Regions from separate parts of the Sus scrofa genome. Here region 1 is linked to region 2. A link is a contact called in public promoter capture Hi-C data. All regions are on one chromosome and are shown on one strand. The core of a region is the stretch at or near the end of the contact, and the rest is flanking DNA. Distances in the headings are between cores, read along the strand shown. Region 1 holds the start of SH3TC1 (SH3 domain and tetratricopeptide repeat-containing protein 1). Region 2 holds the start of TRMT44 (probable tRNA (uracil-O(2)-)-methyltransferase).

Region 1 (2,700 bases), core at 4-2,503, 180 kb after region 2:
TGGGGGCCCTGGTGGGATTGGGGCCCAGGTGGGTCCGAGTTCCGCCCACGACACGCACCCTTAAGCCTGGCACACCCCACCCAGGCCCCCACCCTGCCTCCATCTGCCAGTTCAGCTGCAACCCACATGCCCTCCAGGGTTGGGGATCACACCCCAAGCGACCGCAACACCAGCTCCCCCAGCGTCACTTTGCCATCTGTCATCTTTCGGAAACCCCCTCAGATGGGGCTTGGGGATCGAGGAGGGGTCACTGCAGGCGGGGGACGGGGTCCGTGCTCTTCTGGGACCACACGCCCAGGCCAGGACCTGGTGCTAAAAGGCCTGGGTCTGGGTCTCCCCTAGAAATTTCGGGTTGGGGCCCCTGGCCAAGTCGCTCGTTCCATTTGTTGATGGAGAGGCGGCCCCTGGGTGGTGACCTCAGAGTGGCCGGGTCACAGCTATAGCGACACCCTGGGCTGGACACTCATGGTGTCTGCCTGAGGGGGTGACAGCCCGGGGTGGGGGCCCACTTGAGGCCCCCTGGATCTGGAATCCTGCTTGCTGGCGACATCCCCGCATCCTGACCAGACCCTCGGGACACCCTGGCTGGGAGCCCTCCTGAAGGTGGGGTCAAGGGAGACCAGGGGAGCGGCAGTGCCATCAGTCCCGTCACAGGCCAGCTCCCGGAGCTCCAGCCGGTCCCCTGACCCGTGCCTTCAGCCTTCAGGCCTCCCAGACTCCAGTTCTGCTCTCTCCGATCCCAAAAGGCCAGAGAAGTCCCCAAGAAACTGAAAGGCGACAGACGACTCTGATCCAACCTTGCCAAGACCCAGCTCAGCAGACAAGCCTGCTCGCAGCCCTCGCCCGCCCGTCCAGTGCCCCATACCTGTGCTCAGCTCCTCAGGCCGCCCCCGGGCCACCAGCTGCAGGACCCCGGGCACCAGGTGGCTGTTTCTGACCCTGGTCTCCGCCGGCCAGGGGCAGCGGCCGCCCACAGCCCGCTGACGGCACCGCAGCCGCCCCCGCCCCTGCTTCCTGCCCCACTTCCTCCCTGCGCCCAGGCCGCTGGCGGGAGGCAGGCCCCACGCTGCTGCACCGCCTCTGAGGGCTGGTTGATCATTAGCTCCGTCCTGGGCCCGCTCCAGGCCCCGTCCCGCCTGCCCACGGCCGGGCACCCAGACTCGGAGGTGGAGGCCGGGCCACCCAGGCTCCCGCCCCAGCCTCTGGGATTGGGGAAGCCCAGGAGCTGCCTTGCCAACCTCAGCTCGGCTCTCTCTTCCTCTTCCACTTACTGTACACACACACACACACACACACACACACACACACACACACACGCATGCACAGACCTGTGGGCCGCTCCCTCCCGCTGCTCCAGCCCGTTTCAACGGAGACACACACAGGGACAGACGGGGGCTGCCCACCGGTGCTCCTTCCCGCTCTGCCTTCCCGCTGGCTCCAGAACCCACGTGGGCTGGAGAGCAGGAATCTCCGCCCCGCTTGCGGAGCCAGAACTGAGGCTCCTGTTTCTGGAACAAGAAGCAGGAACTGAACCGGGGTGGGTGCCACCTGCGCTCAGGCCCTCACCAAGGCAGGGCTCGGGATCTGGCCCCTGGCCCCAGCCCAGACCCGTGAATGAAGACCGGGAGGCCACCTTGCTGTCCCGTGCTTGCGATAGGCTGGGCTGTCACACATGGCCCGGCTGAATGACCGGGAGCCATTGCCGAGTTAAGTGGTAATACGCCTGTTTGTATTACAGACAGGGAAACTGAGGCTCGGGAGAGGCTGTGGTCTGCCCCAGGCCAGTGACAAGCAGAAGATGAGCCCAGAACCAGGCCAGACAATCGCTAAATCTCCTGGGCCCTGGCTTCTAACTGTGGCACTGCTGACATTCCAGGCAATCTCTTATAGGGGGGCTGCCATGTGCACTGCCTCTGCCAACTGGATGCCAACCACGGCTGTGACAACCAAACACCTCTCCAGACCCTTGTCCCCAGGCTGAGCACCCCTCTCGGCCGAGCTATTTCTGGGTGACGCCCTGCCTTTCTCTGATCAGCCCCCTGCATTACGCACAGCTGCCCCCCCAGACACAAACTCCCCTCCCCTCCCAGTGGGCCGGAGCCCAGGCGGCTGGAGGGCCGTGGTCACCTCACACAAGCAAGGTCCCCATCGAGGGCCAGCGATGGGACCAAGCCCCTCACCAGGCGGCACTAGCCACTCGCCCACACATCAAGGGGGCCCAGCAGCTCGCGGGCAGAACCAGAACCAGCTCCCCACACCCCAGCTGGCCAGGTCTTCCCTTGCACACCAACTTGCTCGGTGACGACGGGGCAGGAATCTGAGGCTCCCGGTGGCCAAATCCTGCTGAGTAACGGCAGGATTTCTCCCCACCCCATGGGTCCAGGGACCCAGGCGGCCCCAGAGCAGAGAGGCAGCTGCTCCTGCCAGCAGCTCTGCTTTCCCACCGGGGTGTGGCCGCCCCCGCTCTGTCTGGGCCGCCCCTCTGTGGAGTGACCCCAGCAGTCTCTCCTGCAGGGGAGCTGCACTGGTCCCTGTGTCGTGGTGCCGCCCGGACAGATACCGCAGGCTGGGCGATTCCAAACAGCAGGTTTATTCTCTCTCGGTCTGGAGGCCAGAGCCTAAATCCGGGTGACACGGGGCCAGACGCCCTGAGGCACAGGTGTTCCTGGGCTTGGGGACGCATCGCCTGGACCCCCGCCT
Region 2 (2,839 bases), core at 56-2,555:
AGGCAATGACCCCACCCTCTGTACGCAGGACATGCATCTCTACGTGCCCCTAGCGCCTTGTCACCGACTGACCGCTTTTTATTCTGCTTCCTCTGCGGATGACTCTCCTCTTGGCCAAACCAGCCAGGTGCTCAGCCTGGCTCAGAGAGGCTTCAGCTGTGGCCTATGAAGCCTTGAACAAACACTATTCAAGTTCCCCAAAGTTCAAGACCTCACCCCTAGCATGACCCCAGCCCCCTTGAAGTGCCTGAGAAAACTCAAGGCGACAGGAGAACTGTGCGTCCCAGCCCACATCTGAATGGGAGCCCCTGGGGGCCCACCCCGCGGGAGGGGAGGCCCTGACTTCCCTAAGCAGCGTTACCAAACCCGGATCACGTTCCTACACCGGTCCCCCACCTCTCCTGCTTTCTGCTGATGTGTGGCCTCCCCGACTCTACCAGCCCCCACCCCTCCCTATTTCCTTACCCTCCCTCTAAAACGGCCAGTCACCTCTGCACAAATGGGAGCGGCTGCTCAGTTCACGCTGGACTCCTCTTCCTACTGTGACAGAGTACCACCAATTAAAATCTTTCCCTGTCACCTTAGCGCGCGTGGCTCTGTTTATCTCTGACACCTGCCACTCTCAGAAATACTCTTACCTTGCACGACCATTTCTCTCCTCGCAGCACCGAGCGGGCAACGCGGGCTCGCCTTCGGGATGATGGTTCTGAGAATCAGGACCAGCTCACGCTGAGCCTCTTGCTGCGAGGCCGCCTCCGAGCCGGTGAGGAAGTTTAGCATCTCTCGATCGTCGCCGGCGAGGCTTTGTGAGAAATCGTTCCAGATAGAATCCAGATCTGGGGCGGGGAAGTGACCCTCCTCGGCTTCAGCCTGGCCGCGCTGGCCGGGGGCCCCTGCGAGCAGAGGCGCAGCGGCTGCTTCCCTCGGGTCGTCCCCACGCCGGCGCCCGACCTGGGGCTGGTGGGGGTCCTGCTCCGGGGCTGCGCTGGGCCGGGGTTCCGAGCCCTCCTGGGGGAAACGCCGGCTGGGTCCCAGGCCCCCCTCGGGCGCGCATCCCGCCGCGGCCCTCTCCTCCGGCTCGGGGCCCGAGCTGGGCCGAGGGCCGCGGGCCTCAGCCCGGGGCAGGGAGGCGCTGCGCCGGGCCTCCAGGCGGGCGCCACACAGCCGCTTGTTGGCCACCTGCGGCCTCTCCACCCACACAGCCACCGCCGCCCAGAAGCCCTCCGGGAGCAGCGAACCCGGATCGCTCACGGCAGCCCGGCCCACCTCCGCCATAGTCAGCTTGCTGAGCGCCCGGCGGCGCGCCGCGATGACGCAGAGCGCGGCGTGCCGTCATCGCGGCGCGCCGTGCTTGCGTCACAGGGGCGGTGCGCTAGGGCCGGAAATGATGGGGAATGAGCTGGGCCCGTGACTTTTCCGCTTTGGTTTCCCTGGCAGCCTTACCCTGGCGTTTTTGGCAGAGGAATTTAACCTGTGTTTTATCCTGGGCTCCGTCCAAGGGTGTTGGCGCGGGATGGTAACATGACCTGAGCTGAGTGTGGGAGAATTTGGAGGTGGTGTGTTTGCGGAATCTTAAATGTAATCCCAGCATCTGACATCTGATTGTGTCCAGCGTTGATTACTGATCAAGATTCAAGGAGCCCACGTTCGTGGGTGTCCAGGATTAGTCCTCTTGTGAAAACTCGCGCTTCTCCATTTTCGCCCTGGCAGCTTTCTTGTGTGGGAGAGTTGCAGCTGGTGCATGTCGACCTAAAAAAAATGCACGACCTGAAAGTTTAGAATTAAGTTTTATTTGGGGCAAAATTAGGACTTAAGCCCAGAAGACAGCATCTCAGGTAGCCCTGAGAAACCTCTCCAAGGAGGCGAGGGGGGAGCTAGGATATATGGGAGTCTTGGCCGCAAAGGGCAGGTAGCAGAAACTAAAGAGGCCTGGGCTCACTGAAATCATTCCTTTGATATGCACCTCCGCTATCAGGGCCAGGATCCTGAGTTTTCACAAACTGCAGGGCTCACTGGCTCTGAGGTGGCTGCATTTGAAGATGACCGTGACATTCTTTGTTTTGTCCTTAGCTACAGCCCGGGCTGTAGCTCTGAAATACTACCCAAAGCAAAAAGGAGGAATATCAGGATATGATAAAGGCGTGGGGGGGCATACAGTACACACACGTTTTACAAAAGTTTGTTGCTGACATCCTGAAGGTCACTACCAGTCACAAGGAGCGGACATCACCATGAAGGAGTTTAGTGTTTGTTTTTCTAGATATACGGAGATGCAAGAATTGAGTACATAAAATCTTCTAAAAATATCTGATTCTGAAGACCTGTTCTTCCAATGTCCCCAGAGCACTGAGTGCCTAAGTCCTGATTTCTACCCTGAGTTCGGTTCAGGGGGCGCTGCAGGTCAGCAGCTGCAGTGGCTCATGGTTTAGTCCATGTAGAGGCTGATGGCAAGTACCAAGCTTCAGTTCACATGTGTTTCTGCCTCTGAGCACCACCCTGGGGTGCTTCTTAGGACAGGCAGACTCAACTGTCACCTGCCTATCCCCGGGAGGGGCAGAGAAAGGCAGCTACTGCCAGTTTAACCAACATCACCAGCACAGGCTGCAGAATCTAGTGATTTACAAAATCCTCAGTCTTGGAGTTCCCGTCATGTCTCAGTGGTTCACGAATCCGACTAGGAACCATGAGGTTGAGGGTTCGATCCCTGGCCTTGCTCAGGGGGTTAAGGATCAGGCATTGCCGTGAGCTGTGGTGTAGGTTGCAGAAGCGGCTCGGATCCCGCGTTGCTGTGGCTCTGGCGGAGGCCAGCAGCTGCAGCTCCGATTCGACCCCTAGCCTG

The links. Promoter capture Hi-C pulls out the DNA fragments that hold promoters and counts their contacts.
Region 1: a contact with region 2 is called in a promoter capture Hi-C map of liver, with 4 times the contacts expected there. The contact joins the promoter of SH3TC1 here to the promoter of TRMT44 in region 2. A contact is called at or near these places in 1 of 5 promoter capture datasets (liver), 1 of 47 Hi-C or Micro-C datasets (liver) and 1 of 2 datasets of contacts at active chromatin or transcription factors (alveolar macrophages).

Annotation. Positions count from the first base shown.
Region 1 is chr8:2,882,921-2,885,620 of Sscrofa11.1, forward strand. SH3TC1 (SH3 domain and tetratricopeptide repeat-containing protein 1) reads right to left here and starts at 1,254. Exons shown (of 18, transcript XM_021100954.1): 1 at 866-1,254.
Region 2 is chr8:2,707,105-2,709,943 of Sscrofa11.1, forward strand. It overlaps TRMT44 (probable tRNA (uracil-O(2)-)-methyltransferase), which reads right to left and starts at 1,306. Exons shown (of 14, transcript XM_021100950.1): 1 at 639-1,306. The coding sequence starts at 1,275.